2 separate regions of the Anas platyrhynchos genome follow, and region 2 is linked to region 1. A link is a contact called in public Hi-C data. All regions are on one chromosome and are shown on one strand. Each heading gives the region's core, a stretch centred on a gene start, on an enhancer-like site or on the middle of the called end of the contact. The rest is flanking DNA. Distances are from core to core; before and after follow the strand shown. Region 1 holds the start of RNF43 (ring finger protein 43). Region 2 overlaps RNF43 (ring finger protein 43).

Evidence for each region. Hi-C and Micro-C count contacts between places; a contact is called where the count stands out from the background.
Region 2: a Hi-C map of liver shows a contact between it and region 1, with 2.8 times the contacts expected there. The contact joins the enhancer-like site here to the promoter of RNF43 in region 1. A contact is called at or near these places in 2 of 8 Hi-C or Micro-C datasets (liver and skeletal muscle).

What each region holds. Positions count from the first base shown.
Region 1 is chr20:11,051,434-11,058,837 of IASCAAS_PekinDuck_T2T, reverse strand. RNF43 (ring finger protein 43) reads right to left here and starts at 4,950. Exons shown (of 9, transcript XM_005015864.6): 1 at 2,809-4,950. The coding sequence starts at 3,045. It overlaps HSF5 (heat shock transcription factor 5), which reads right to left. Exons shown (of 5, transcript XM_072026140.1): 5 at 5,616-7,404.
Region 2 is chr20:11,082,732-11,090,438 of IASCAAS_PekinDuck_T2T, reverse strand. The region is part of intron 1 of RNF43 (ring finger protein 43); the gene reads right to left. Among named protein-coding and RNA genes, the nearest start is that of RNF43, 33 kb to the right of the region's middle. Within about 2 kb of position 2,023, at least 2 of the 8 cell types and tissues checked have an H3K27ac peak or open chromatin away from gene starts, as enhancers often do.

The sequences.
Region 1 (7,404 bases), core at 3,701-6,200:
GCAGCGCCAGAGGCAGTGCTGTTGGGTCCCTGCAGTGTTCCGACAGGCAAAAGGCAAAAATGAAAACCCAGACATTTCCCAGAGAACTGGCGATGAGGCAAAGGGGGGCGAGTGGGAATTTGGCATTTGGGGTACTTGGGAGGTAAGAAAGATAGTTTTAAAGTCACTAAAGGATGCAGCACTATGGTCAAGGTTAGTTTCTGTAGATGATCCTGGAGAACAAGTCAAGAGGAAGAGAGAAGAAGGAAATATTATGGTATACATGTAAGTATGGTTGGTGAGACTCAATCACTGATATGCTAGATGTTCTATATAATTAGGAATGTATTTCCAAAATTATACTTACCAAAACAACATAAGAAACCTAGAAGTTAACTAGAACTTTACTTGAACATAGACCTAATCCTGTAGCACTTACCCTTAAGCAACATCATTATCCTGCTGACCTAAGAGAGCATTATCTTGAAAGCAGGACTGGACCACGCATTCACCTTTCCCAAGCTAAACTCTTCAGTTTCTGTTCTCATGTGATGCGTATGAAGACTGGCTGCATCTTACTGACTCCGACACAGCCAGGAAGGCCAATCCAAAACCAACGTAAAACTAGACTTCTTAGTTCATTAATTGCAAAGATGCCTAAATTACATATAAAGAAGCAATTATGAAGGTAGGTGTGAACAGGCTGAAGTTTATTTACCTAAAGAGTTCCAATGACATCAAAGTTAAGCACATGGCCTGTAACGTTTTTGCAAGACTGGGATGTTGGCAACTACATGTAAAATGAGATTTTCCAATAGAGCATAATTCAGATGTATTTAACACCTGACTGTTTAAATGCAAACTAAAAATAGTTCTTCCTACTAATTTCTTACTCGTTTTCTACCTTAGCAGTTATGGCTCCATTTCCCATTTGGTCTCAAGTTTTGACTTTCCAAAGTCAAGAACCCACTGAAGGCTCAGGACCCAAATACTGACATGACATTTAATATCACAAGTTTCATTATGCAGTGGCATAATTAGAAACTATGCTGTAGGATACACAGGATGCTGGATGAGGTGGACTCGAGCTTTCCTCGAGCTTTCCTGTGCCTAGCACCATGCAAACATCCTGCTGCAGCAGGTAGTTTGACCCCCCCCCTAGTCCCAACATCACGCACTAATCCTGAAACCAGATCCGGATGTGCAAACCCTTCAAAACAGCACCGGAATTCAGAGAGATACAGAATAGGAACAATCACCTGTGCAAATCTAGCTGCAGGACCACGGCCTAAAATTATATACAATGCAGGTCCGTGTCTGTTTACACAAACCGAGAAGATTAGATTAGTGTTTCTGTAACCCTCTCCATTTTGAGGATGATTTTTAAAGAATGAAGTTTTGTAAACCCTACACTATTCATGGCTTAGTATTCAAAATGCCTTATTTGTTTGCACTGCAGGGTGGGCTTCAATGACTGCACATGACACAAAAAATCATGGTTTGAATCACTGCATTCAGTTAAAAACATTCAAACATCATACAGAAGAGGTTATCACCTTTTCATTTCAAAAAGGTCCATACTCTATACTTTGTGCTCAGTTGCAACACCACTGTAGTTTTTGTAAGAAATAAATATTGACTTTCCTGGACATTGCCTCACGACAGAACAGGACCTTGAGTACATTTGACTAAGATATTTTTTACCCTGGTAATATAACTTTATAACATAGCTTTCATTCCAGTTATCCGATTAGTTTAAAAGGCTTTGCAAACAGGATCTATAAACGTCACAAATTATCTATTTTAATTTTCAGCCATGTGACTCTATTTTAAAGCTGGCTCAACCGCATTTCTTTTCTTTTAAGACTACAAAAAACTTTTGATTTTAACTTAAATTTACAGGTTACAGCCTTAATTAAGATTCAGGTTGCAACATACCACATTTGCAAAGTCAAGCCTGAAAATAGCCATGCAAAAATTAGGTTCAATATTAACATAGGTGATTTTGTCGTTCTTGGTTTTCAAGAATAAAGCACCTGATGAGCAAATTGCCAACAGAAAAGAGAATACACAAAGTCTCAGAAACTGATCTCAAAGCACATTGTAAACAGGAGATCAGCCTGTTCACTGAACAGCACAGCCCTCTAGCATCTGTGTCTCACAGTGAGATGTTCAGATGCTCTCCTTTCTTAGAAGAGGTCAGAAGTCAACATGAATTTCACTTACTAACATACATGGTGGTGGCACTGTACAGGAATCACTGGATGGGTAAAATGCAGCTTCCAGTTACAGGTGGTACTACAGGCAAGACTACAGCTGGAAGGGTCAGTAATTCTGGGGGACAACACCTGTACGTGTGTTTTAGCTGTAACAGAACCCTAGCTATTAGCAGAAGTGTGCACAGATTTCAGAAAGAAAAATAATCATGTTTTCTGTTAGATGTTTAGTGTCCCAGCATGTGACTCAACACAGTCAGCTTTATACCATCTATTAAGATATGCAATAATCTTCCTGGGATCGATTGACCATATCCAAAATTAACATTAATACTAGCACAACTACAGATGGTAGCAGAATGAAGAGGCAACCACTTAGCACTTCTGCCTCAAAACACTGTGCAGGGTTGAAGAGCAGCAGCACAAAGAAACAAAACAGGTGGACAGCTCACATGAAAAATACCTTGTTGCTCAGGTTATAAACGTGTAGTCGGGAAATACAGCCAAATGCTTCATGCTGGAAGTTGGAGCAGCAAGGAGAAAAAAGGGGGCAAAGATACAAAGAGTGGGATCGTGAGATTGGCAGGGCTGGATAAAACAGAGCTGCTCTTACCTGAAGCAGTTTTCCTTCAGCTGGAGTAACCTCAGCGACGTTTGCGAACTCTCCCTCCAGTATGATCGGCTCCACTTTCAGGGGGATCACCCTAATGATCGCCTTCTGTGCCGCTGACCTCTCAGACTCGACTGCCGCTGCCAGCGCCAGCCCTGTATGGCCAAGTCCTACCTGCAGGGTAGCCATGAGCAGCCAAGGCCAGAGGACAGCCAGCTGCAGCTGGGGGCCACCACTCATGCTACCAGCTGCAGCAGCTCGCTCCGGCCACACATACCGCTCCGAACGCGTCCTCGCCCTGCCAGCAGCTTCCAACAGCGGGTGCAGGGCGTGCAGTGCTGGCTCCTGGGGCACGAGAAAATGGGGAGAGAGGGGCTCAGGTACCGGCCACTGCTAGCACTGCTCACTGTGTGGCCCTCCTGCTTCTCGCCATCATCGCTTCCCTTCCTTGGTGCCACGTGCTCAGAGGCTGCTCGGAGCTGAAAAGCATACTTTAAACCAGGAAAAAAAAAAAACAAAAAAAAAACAAAAAACAACCACTGAAGTTATGAGTCCCTCCTCTAGAAGACAGATCCAGAAAGATCAGTGAAAGAGAATGAGCAGGTCGCAAGGACAGGTTCAGTTCAGACACAGAGGAATCTCCCGCAGCATTAAGAACTCGTCAGGTCTGCAGAGAGGAGGCACACACAGGGAGGTTCCTCCATGGACGCAACGTCCTGGTGTCTCCTTCCCAAGACTAAGGAAGATTGCCAGGTTCAAAACATCCATCTCACATATGCTTGATAGACACATCTTCTTGCCAGCAAGGCATCTCTTCCACAATATATGCTCATGCTCTTAAAGTTGGATGTTGTCTACAGTTACTGGTATCCTTCTTAAAAATTATGCAGGAGGTATTTCTTGCATATTTGGTAAAAACAAAAGTTTGTTACTATATTGTTCCCTTCCAAATCAAATCAATCCCTTCCATCCTTCCTGTGCCAGAAATGCTTCATTCAGGCTTACATATCAGTTCTAGTTTTCTCCTAACAATCCAGGCTTGGTCTGACTTTCGGTGCAATTCCCAAGGATAATTATTGAAGTACGAAGCTTCTCTTCATAGTTTCAAGTTCCCAGGAGATTTTAAGAAGGCCCCAAAACATGCTAAAAGTTTAGACACGAAGCAAAGCAGGTATCAAGCAAAAAGTTACCGCATATCTTGTTTCCTTCACACTATGGGTTCTGGTATGATCACTTCCAAGAAGATCCCAACTAAAGGCCCCACAAATTAAAAAACAAAACAACAACATAAAATTCCATGGTCTTTCCCAAAGTCACATGAAACGTGTCGAGGAGTCTTCATAACTAGGAGAGTTTACACAGGGGTTGTGTGCAACTAAAAAGTTAGGGTGATCACTCCGCTGTGAAGAGAAGAAGTGATTAAAAAAAAAAAAATCTGCAAACCTGTTAGGCAGCACGCCTGCTGCAACCCGCAGGGGCTGGGACAGATGGAAATGCTTCTACAAATCCCAGAAAAAGTTACTTCCAGTAGCTTAAGGAAACCATGTGCGTCTGACGACGTTTGGTTCGGGTCTTCTTGCTCCTTTTTAGAAACGCAATCTGTCCTTAAAAGTAAGGAACGTTCGAAAAAGAAGTCACGGAAGACAAGCCGCCTCACGCACATGCAGCAGGCAGGTAGGTGCGAGTGGCGCTCCACAGCCCGACGGAGAATCCAGCGAGATCAAAGGGAGAAAATTACCGCAGACAGAAAGCTCCCGGGGCAGGCATGGCTGCAAGTGAAGTGTCCGCATGCAACCCGCAGCCTCGGGAAAGAAGCCGGCCCCCTGTCGGGAGCACTCCCGCGGAGTACCCGGGGCTCCCTCGCCGCGCAGCCCGTGCGGGCACCGGCTCTATGCGCGGCGCAGGGCGGCAGCCGAGGCACGGGCAGCGCGGCCGCGGCGGGCCCCGCGGGGCTGCTCGACCATGGCCGGGGGCGGCCGGATCCCGCGGCGGGCGCGGAGCCGCCTTCCTGCCGCAGCAGCGCCCGTGGGCGAGCGCCGGGCGCGGGAGGGCTGCGAGGCGGCCGCGGCTCCCGGCTCGCGGCTCCTACCTGCTGGCACAAAGTGAGGGTGGAGCAGCGCCGAGCGCCCGCCCCGGCCCCGGCCCCGCTCCCGGGCGCCCCCTCCCGCCCCGCCGGCCCGGCCCCGCCGGGCTCCCCGCGTTTCCCCCGGCCTTCCCCACGCTGCCGCCCATCGAGAGGCAGCAGTAGCCCTTTTCTGGCTGCTGCTTGCTGCGAGGCTTCAGGTCAGGCTGATGTCAGAGGTCTGGAATTCAACTGTTATTCTCCTCTGACATCACCGAGAGGTGAATAATGCTGCAGGTCAGACCTATAACCTCAAAGTAAGGTTGCAACTGGAAATTTGTGAACAGGCGCACGATGGAGTGGTGCTCAAGGAGGGCACTCAGAAACAAACGTGAAAACAATGCCCTGCCTGCAGAAGGCGTATGATCCAGGCAGGAGTTCGGAGAGTCACTTGTCGTTGTTCCCGGTGCTCAGGAAAAAGCACCTTCAAGAAAGTAGAGATTAATGAACATTTTTGTTGTTGTTACGTGTACAGCTAAACTAATCCCTGGAGTAACTCCTTGAAAGTAGAAGGTTACACAAAGAAGAATTGCTCCACTTTTAAAAATAAGAGCGTGGTTGCAGGGGTAATGGTTGTATGGTGAAAAAAGCGGCAGGAGGAACTGCTGAAACATGAAGGACTTTTTCCAACGATGATAATACATCATTTGTAAATCAAAAGAAAGAAAATATAGGTGCAATATTTCAGTTTGAAAGTTTAATTTATTGCAGATTGGTGCAACCATGCTGTCTGAGCAGGATGATAAAAGAACATCCACAAGGTAAACAAAATTGCATTGAGTTCCCATTAACAAGAATATAGTTAAAAACAAGGTCTTACTACAGATGTTACTTTTTATTATTTACTGACTGAACTAGATCCACATTAAGGTGCTGAAGCGCTAGACCTTCAGTCTAGAGGGCCACCTGAGACTCCTGAGGCCTTGTGCAGCAATATACTAATTTCCTAAGCTAGCGAGTGCCCTTTCTCCTGGGCTCTCTCCCTACGTCAGGGTGAGCTGATTAAGAATGAAGAGAGCTTACATCCATGTGTGTTCTGAAAGCGATGTACATCAGGAGAGCCAGCTCCAAAGCCTTTCTGAATCAGCATATTAAAAAATTGTAATATGAAAGTTTTCGTAATTTGCCTTTAAAACAACAGAGCATTATCTAAGGCCCTGAGATTCCCCTATCTTAAATCTCCAAAAGTGTCAAATCTTTTGGTTGGCAAGCAGGAATAAGAAAGGTAAACTGTTCCCTTTGTAGTGTATGTGAATTAAAGAGGTAGCAGCTCCAGTTTGATAAGCCAAAATCCTTTTAAGTGCATCTCCTTACCCCTTGGTCTGTGAGGGCTAGTCTGCTGCTGTCAAACCCCATTACTATTGATGGCACCAGCTCCTACAGGACACAGACCATCCACAATTTCCACAGCATATTATGCAACAGTCTCGAGCCATGTCAGCTATAGGGCATGAAAGCAAATTTAGGTGATGAGCTCCAGCAATGTTATTGAAAAACTTTTCCTTTTAACTACCCAAATACTCTCATTCATATACAAATGGTTTCCATATACTTTCATTTAAGAAGTAGGACTTGAACATAACCACCTAACCCTTCACTATTCATGTCAACTGAAATTGTACTGCACATATATCCTGTAACATACGATACAGGATAACAAATCTGAGGACAACCAGGATGGTAACACTCCCACTAGCCTTGACCTAAAAGCATCCTCAGATTGCATTTGTCTAGTTTGGACTGCTGGTGAATAATCCAAGGCTTTGCCCCGGTTCATTCTACCACTCGATGTTCACTTAGGACATCCTACCACAGCTAGAAGCTACATAAAGTGCTGGAGGGTATAGCTGAGACAGTCCTGATAAATTTTTTCTTTCTTGTGTGAAAGGACTGGCTCTAATTAATTTTAAAAGAAGCATGAACACAGATGACACAATTAAATCTATGTTTTAGGTGCTCTTTCACATGTATTTCCCTAACATAAATATAGACTGTGCCCACTTTATCCCTTAAACAGTATATTAACACAAATGCTATTAAAAACTTTAAATCTACTATCAATATAAATAGAATCAGATTTAATATGTTACAATGTATTTAAGACCTACTTAAAATAAAGTACTAAAACAACAGATAACTTACCATTACATATATTATGAGAATCAAAGAGAAATTATTAAAACAGGACAATTCTCCATAAATGTAAAGGATCAGCAGCTGTCATGTGTAACAGATACCCACCAGAAGGAACACACTTGTTGCTGAAACAGAGCGTTGGTTTAGGAAAGAAGAGCATTTCCTGGTTAATCACTCAGAAAATTAGCTCATCTTTCCCATAGCTGCTCTCCTGAAATCCCTGACCCATTCAGACCTAGAATCTTGTGACTTTCCTGTGCTTTTGTTTCATACACAATTCCCATTAAAGAGCCACAGTATGACTTCAAGCAAAGACGGTGAGAGCACCAAACAGCATATGT
Region 2 (7,707 bases), core at 774-3,273, 35 kb before region 1:
TTAGGTGAGTCACAAAGCCTGGATCTTTTCCGTTTAATTGCACAAGCATGGCCATGATACTGGAGAAAACTCTCACTACACACCTCACTGTCCTGCTGCCAGCTCTGCTGGAGTTTGCTCTCCTACAGACAGAGAGGTCAGACATAGGGGAAGCAAGTGTCACTTGTTCTAGTGTGGCCATCACAATGATAATATGAGCCAGCAGAGGAATTTTTGGAAAAGTTTCATCATGTCATGTTTCAAGATGTCTGGTTAAACTCTCTCTCTCTGCTCCAGACATCCCCTTTGGAATATCAAAGGTAAAGGGAGGTTCTCTGGTCAGCCCTGACTCACGCCGCTAAATGAAAGTAAAGGCAAGCCAGCCCACGTCACGGGAGAACAGCTCATGCTCCTGCTGCCTCCAAGCACGCAGCAGACAGCCTGAGAGTCAAGACCAAGTGAACTGCATCTAACCGATGCTTACCTGCCTGCCCCATATATTTTAGAGGGCTCAGCTTGTTCTCCATTCTGGGGGAAAATGCCACCAGTAATCTCCATGCTCCAAGGCTCTCTTACACAATGGTCTTCTGCACTGTGCTGACCCCTTTCAGAGCCTGGAGGATAAAGCTGTTCTACAATACTTGTCTCCTGAGCAAGAAATCTTGCCCTCATCAACAGGCAAGACCCCAACTGTGCAGACAGCACTGGCATCCTTCCTGTCACTCCAAGTGCAAATCTGTGCTGTCACACACAGCACAAAGCTGTCTGGTCCCTCAGGTCCAGCTTAGGGGTGGCAGAGATCCATGAAGTCTTCCACACTGGATATATCAAGCACCTTTACAGAAGAGAGTTCTGATCCCCAGAGCAACTGCAGTAATGGGCCAGATGCAAACACTCACCCAAACCCAGATCTCTTTACCACCCAGACTGGAATCACAGAATCACAGAATGTTAGGGATTGGAAGGGACCTTGAAAGACCACCTAGTCCAATCCCCCCTACAGAAGCAGCCTAAAGTGGGTTTCAAAGTTAAAGCCTTGAAAGTGGATGCCAGAAAGACCATTCTTGCTCTTCTAGAAAGGGGATAACAGATCTAGAAGAGCAAAAATGACACGGAAATTCTCCGTGGGGCAGATTATGCCATAATTTCTTCTGAAGCATCACACATCTCCAGGAGGGAGCTCTTGGAAGGAGACCATGGGGTTCTCTCCAGGCTGACGTGGACTGGGGAATCCTCCAGTGCTCTTCTTGAGATGGCGCTCAGCAGCAGTGTGGTCTCGACTGTTGCTCAGGGGTGGCAGGGCACTGATGTGGGCCTGAACCACCAGCGTGGCCACTTCCAGAGAAACCAGCAAATATGCAGGGAAGCCTTACTAGGCCACTATTGAAAGACGAGCCTTTGTCACCAGCCTGTGCTCACCAGGGAAGAGCCACAGGAATGTGGCGGGCAGGGGGGCAGGAGACACCCCTGTTGAGGCTTCCCGAGCTGTGCACCAGAAGGGGAAGGCGGGAACGTTGTCTGATTCCTGAATCCCATCTCCTCCCCCTGGAATATCCCTGGGCTCCACGGCCTCAGCCAGGTGCAGAACAAAAGGAAACTAATGATTTAGTTATTGCTCTAGCGCTGAAGGTTTGAAGGTCAGCCATTCAGCGCGGCGCTCATTGTATGACCAAGCACTGCCTGCCCTGCCTACAGACCTGCAGCTACAGTCAGCGCAGCAGGGGCCGGCACTGTACGGCTGGCTTCTGAGCGGGGAGATGAAAGGCGTCTTCTAATGTAATAACTGACGGCCTCTTCAGTGCCGTTTGAACTGTTTACAGACTGAGTTAACGATTACAGGCAATGTGTATCTTGGCCGCTGCCCAAAATTCTTACCCGCCCGTCAGATATTATCAAAGAGCCCTTCACTGATCGCCTGGAGTCCTTCCAAAGCTCAGCGTTGAAATGCCGGCAGAGAGGAGGGGCCTTCAGCACTCGCTCCTGAAGCCCAGGCTAGCAAGTCACGGGGCTGCTCTGGCAAGGTGTCCTGGGGAGTTCTGCAGGGACACAGCAGCACTGGCTGGTCCCTAACAGCCCTGGCACAATGCTTGTTGTGCAGGGCAGGCTCTGCCCTGGAGGACACCACCTAGGGCTTTGCCTGCATTGGTTTGGTCTTTCAGGCTTCACTTAGAGAACACCACAGGGCTGGTGAGCCCTGGTTGCCCGGGTTTCCCTGTGCCCTGCCTGCACGAGGCCACTGTTGTCTGCACCTTGCTCTTTACACTCTGTCTGTGTAGCCTGGGTGGTTGTGTTAATGCTAGCAGTTACACAGCTTAAAGCTACTCCTGCCAAAAGTGTTTTCAACACCCTTGTGCCTAAGAGTGTGGACAAGAACAAACCAGGTGGTGGGAGATTAGATAAAATCACTTCCATTGTTATTTGTAGTTAGAAAAATGCAGGTGTGGGTATAAGGTCTGGTTAAATTTGGTTTAGAAAACAAATCCCAGCTCTCTGGGGCGAGCTGCACAGTCTGGAAATACAGTTGAAATGAAGGGATGAAATCAAGAACTGGCAAGCAGCTCTAATTACAGCCAAATAACACAGAGCCACATTCAAGTAACACTGCAGCTACACAGCAAACTGCTTCCGAGGCAGGAAATGCCACAGCTCCAGATGACTGCTCCATCCTACTGCCAGTCCTGCACCCACTGAAACCCAGAGGGGGCTTGACACTGCCTCCAGTGAAAGCATAAATTAATCTAGGTCATGCGTTGCTCTTGGAAGGTCCTGTCATAGACAAATTCCTAAATAAACTAGGAAAAAAAGATCCTATTTTTAGATAGAAACATCCTAATGAACGATCAGTTCCCCTTACCACCAAATTTTATGCTGGAAAATGCTATTACATACAATTCAGTAGATAATTTGCACACCGAGCTACTATGGCTTCAAGGTATCACCAGTGATCCACAGACCATTATTTTCAAACCTCTGCTTCATTCCAGCCTGGCAAGCTATACCAGGAGCATCAACTGATGTATGGCATGCCTACCAGGAGGCTGCAGCAGTGCTGGTATGCCATCAACTAAAAGCTCTTGATAGAAAAGGTTAGGGAAAAAAAGGACTAAAATTTGCTACTGTGTCCCTGAAATGAGGCATGTTTGTCCCACAAAAAAATGCAAAAGGGTCTCCCCTGTAGGCTGACGGGGTCCTGTCCATGACACAAAAGCTGGAGTTTCCAGCGGATGCCTTCCTGGAAGGGCTGATGCCTTGCTTCCCACGGTGCCAACTGTGCGCTTGAAATATGATGTGTGTCAGCGGGTTCCAGGCATAATGGCAAAGACTAGAACAGCAAAAGGAATATACACCTTGATTGTAATCATACCTCATACTGACTTCACATTGTTTTATTGCTCAAATGCAGTTGTTTTCTTTTAACAGGAATGAAAGTGGCTGGTGAAGGAGAGGAGTAGATCTCCTGTTGGATGTTGTAGAATTGCCAGGAGACAGAAATGGAGATGCAAATACATTTGCTGTGATTTGATTCAATAAAACTTGCTAGTACAGTACAGTACTCTACAAAAATTGGTTCCTCCTACGCTTACTTGCTAAGACATGAGTTCAAGCCCTCTGGGATCCGCATTTCCCTGGCTGCTATCGATGACATCACTGACATCTAAGGAGCTACAGGAATGCAGAGAATGCAGCTCCGGGCTCCTGGGGATGCTGAGCTCATTGGCTGCTACAAGAGGTAAGAAAGATGGGGTATCTGGGTCCCAGTCCTGGCTCATTTGCAGCCTTTCACTTCCTACATACATGCACATGCTATTTTTAAGTCCACACAACACATGGCAGCAAGAGGTTGCACCAGTTTAAACAGAAAAGTTTGAATTGTCTTAAAATTGATTCCATTGGTGTCTTCAGATTTTGAGTAGAAATGAGAATTTCAGCACAGGCACACAGGGTCAGTACCCCAGTCAAGATAGCCCAACAACCTGTCTCTCACCAGCCAATAGATATCACTCAGAGAGTGATCTTCCACTTATATCTTTCCATCATCCAATGGTTGGAAGCTTGGGGAATTACTGCTCTGAAGGATTTATGCAGAGCATGGTGCAGCTTGATGGATTTCACAAAAATGTCTCATTCCCTTTTTATCCATTTGTATTTTCTTGCACAAGATCTTCTGCAAATGAACCCCACAATGGATTTCAGTTAAGTCAACAGCTTTTTTTTCATCAAGGAACTCCTCACAAGAGACTCCTAAGAGCAATCTCTGTTAGCTCCAAGACACACCTTTGACTACTCTATTACCAGCCTCTCTGTGTGTAGCCAAGCCTGCATCCTGGGGAGTCCAGCAACTGAAGATTTCACAGGCATTCAAAGAGCTTGGCTTACATGTTCAAAGAAGCTTGAAGTAGGTAAGCATAATTCTTCCCCTTAGTTTCAGCCTTCTGGGAGCCTCTGAAGACTCCAGCATTCATCACCAAAGGGCATGTCTCCACACAGAGGTTCTTAGGGACGAGGATGACACAGCTCTTGGCCCAGTACTCAAGAAGCTGAGGCCAAAGAGTTGAAGAAATTTCCATTTTCAGCCACCTCTGCTGCAGTGTTCAGAGTAGCATGGACATGTAAATACATAGCATCAAGGACAAATGGGGCAGAAAGTAAAATAAATAACTTCCCTGCTTGACAGAATGTGATCCAGTAGAAGATTACCTACCTGCTGTCTTTACTTGAGGCCACACAATAATTTGACCCAATGTTACTTAGAAATGGTACAGACTGACTGAGCTCTAAAAGCCTTTTTTTTGGTCTGCAAAATGGGAATGGAGCCATCCACAAATCATTTGTTTTAGGGAGTGAAAGTACGCTAGTTGCAACAACACCTCAACTGGAGAATCCAACTCTCACCAACCCACATCTCCTATAGAGGTAAGGAAGGGGGAAAAGATCTGAAAAGATCTGAGTGTCAGGACAATTATGATATCCAGAGTCATAGTAGTTAGGACTGAAAAAAGTTTTGAAAGGAAAAAAGCCCTCCTGCTTGCAGGAGGGAAGGCTCTCTCATCTCTTATTACTGCAGATTAGAAGACCTAATGGAAGGAACTGTCAGCCTGGCACCGGCCAGTTCTTTGTTTTCTGATGTTTTGTAACAAGAAAAGGTTCTCTCATTCCTGCCAAAGAAAGACCACTGGAAAAGAGGATCTAGCACTCTCTAGAGTTTCTGATGCGGCTTCTTGGTGAAAAAAAAAACCACTCCATTGTGTAAAATCAGACATCTATACCTTGAATTGATGCATGCAAACTCCAGTTCCTAGGCTTGCTTGCCTTTCCTCCTGCTTTGAAGAGTGGAGGTGGAATGGAGGTGGTTGTTACAATCTCAGATTCTGTCTCTGTACAGATTCTGTCTCTGTAAGTATATGCTGCTTTTCATCTTGTTGTGTTCTCCCTCACCAGGGCAGGATGTTTGATTAAGGGTTTATTAGATAGCCATGCTGGAAGCACAGAGAACTTTTTTTTTTTTTAATTGTTTTTTTTTTTTTTTTTAAAAAAAAAAAAAGTTGTATCTCATCCTTCCATGCCATAAGACTCCACACTTCTGCCCTGCCACAGCTGCCCATTTCCCCGGGAAGGACACGGCTTGCTCTCATAGCTCCACTACCAGCGCCACACCCAGAACACAAAAAGTGAATCTGCAGCTCTTTTTTGCAGAAAGCAAACTCTTCAAACATCTGAGCCTCGCTGGCATTGATGCTACCATGTGGGAACTGCTGATGTGTCTGTTCACTACTGTGCAATGTCTGGAAGGGACATTACAGTTCAGCTGATTTCTCCAGCAGTACAATTCAGTTGATTTTCCCACCAAACCTCCCTATGTTACATTGAATAATGTGCATTTGCACTGCCTAGTAAGCCAAGTTCTTGGTTTCCTCATGCAATCTGCATTACTGTCATTCTGTAAGGACAAAAAGCCATTGTAGCCAAAACCTTTAAGCCTGTAGAGCACTGCTTCGATGGTTTCTGTTATATTAGGCATCAGTGCAGCACTTGAGAACACAGGGATAAATCATTAACAAGTCATTATTGTTCACAGGTATTTTTGGCAGGAAACCACTGAGGTCAACTTGGACAAACTGCTGTGGGGTAGTGGGGGTGGCACTTTTCCTGGAGGAGCACTCAAATCCTTGTCTAATGCCATAAAAATAGTGTGGAAGTCACCTTCATTACTGAATCTCATAGACATGAAGAGTGTCAAAGTCCCTCCTTCCCACTCTTCTGGCCTATGCTTTCTTCCCGAGTCTGTGATCAAGTCCTTAGGTCTGTAAAGTGCCTGCCATTCTTCTAGCACATATGAAGTGACAACACTTTTAATCATGAGCACCCCTCACAGTGTGGGAAGGCTGACAGCCCAGACGATATTTTTCATTTACCAATCCTATAATCTCACAGATCACATCAATCACTTATGTTACCAGGGCTGGGGATTTCCCAAATACTGCTTCTCCTAGAGATTTGTCCAAGTATGGCTGTTTCTCATTCTTTGGAAACCTGCAGAGGCATCACTTCTGTACAACTGTATCAATCATCCCTCCAATCCCCAACAAAAATCATCATCTGCACATGCAATACAATGCTCCTTTTCCTGCAGGGATACATGCATGTGTGTGTGGAGGGGTATGAATTCATGAACTGTTTGCTCCCGTTGCCACCCCTGCTGGCACACAGCTGAGCAACCATCTGAAAACCCTTTCCATAGTTAATATTCTGGACGCTGATCTGTCCTCCCAGCTTCTAGCACTGTCAAACACTCCAGCTCCATGAAACACTATTTATTCTCGTTGTCATTCAGTTTCCTGCTTTGGTGGCCAGCTGGCCACTGACCCCCTTGTTATTTAGCTGTTGTAAATCAAGTGCCAAAGGACACTTTCAGAGCATCATGATGTGGCAATCCCTCCGACTATGTGGATGTGGTCGTTTTAAAATTAAGTAAGCAAACAATTCTGACACAAACAGCTCAAAGGCTGCTCAGTGCATGCTCCTGGCTGGGAGATATAACATCAAGATGGGTCTGCCTTTAAAGTCCTAAAAATCTCCTACAAAATGCCATGGAGTCAGCCCAGCTGCTCAGATGGTTTCCTGCCCAGCCAGTTCTGAACAGCTTGGTGGTGATTTTTTGCTAAGGAAAAGTACTTTCAACTTTGACATTTGAAAACTGCCTTTCATAAGCACAAAAAAAAAAAAAATCCTTTCCAAACACTCCAGCTTCTGGACACATTTGTGGAAGTCAAGAAAACTCCTCAGGTAACTGAGACAACACTTCCATCTTTCTCTAAAAATACTGACCCCACCATTATAAACCCAGGTAGGGACATTTGTATTACAAAGTGAAGCAACAGCTGCTTTACAAAAGCCTGAAGCATGTTTAGGTAACTCAAAACAGTTTTTCTGCCCAGCCTGAGGTTGCCAGCCCCCCAGAGCTGAAGGGATCACTCGGCATATCCCAAGAATGGAGGCTGTGCCTCCAGCTGGGGGTCTTTTGTTTAGTGGGTCACATTGGTAGTAGGGTGATGGTTGGACCAGACAATCTTGAAGGTCTTTTCCAACCTTAATAATTCTATGGCGTTCTTCAGCCACCTTCCTACTGCCCTGCCCATCTTCATCCTGAAGCAACAGATGGGCTGCTTGAGCCTGTTTTCTGCAGAAATTTTTGTTTTAAGAGGCTGAAAACATACATGTAATCGCAGC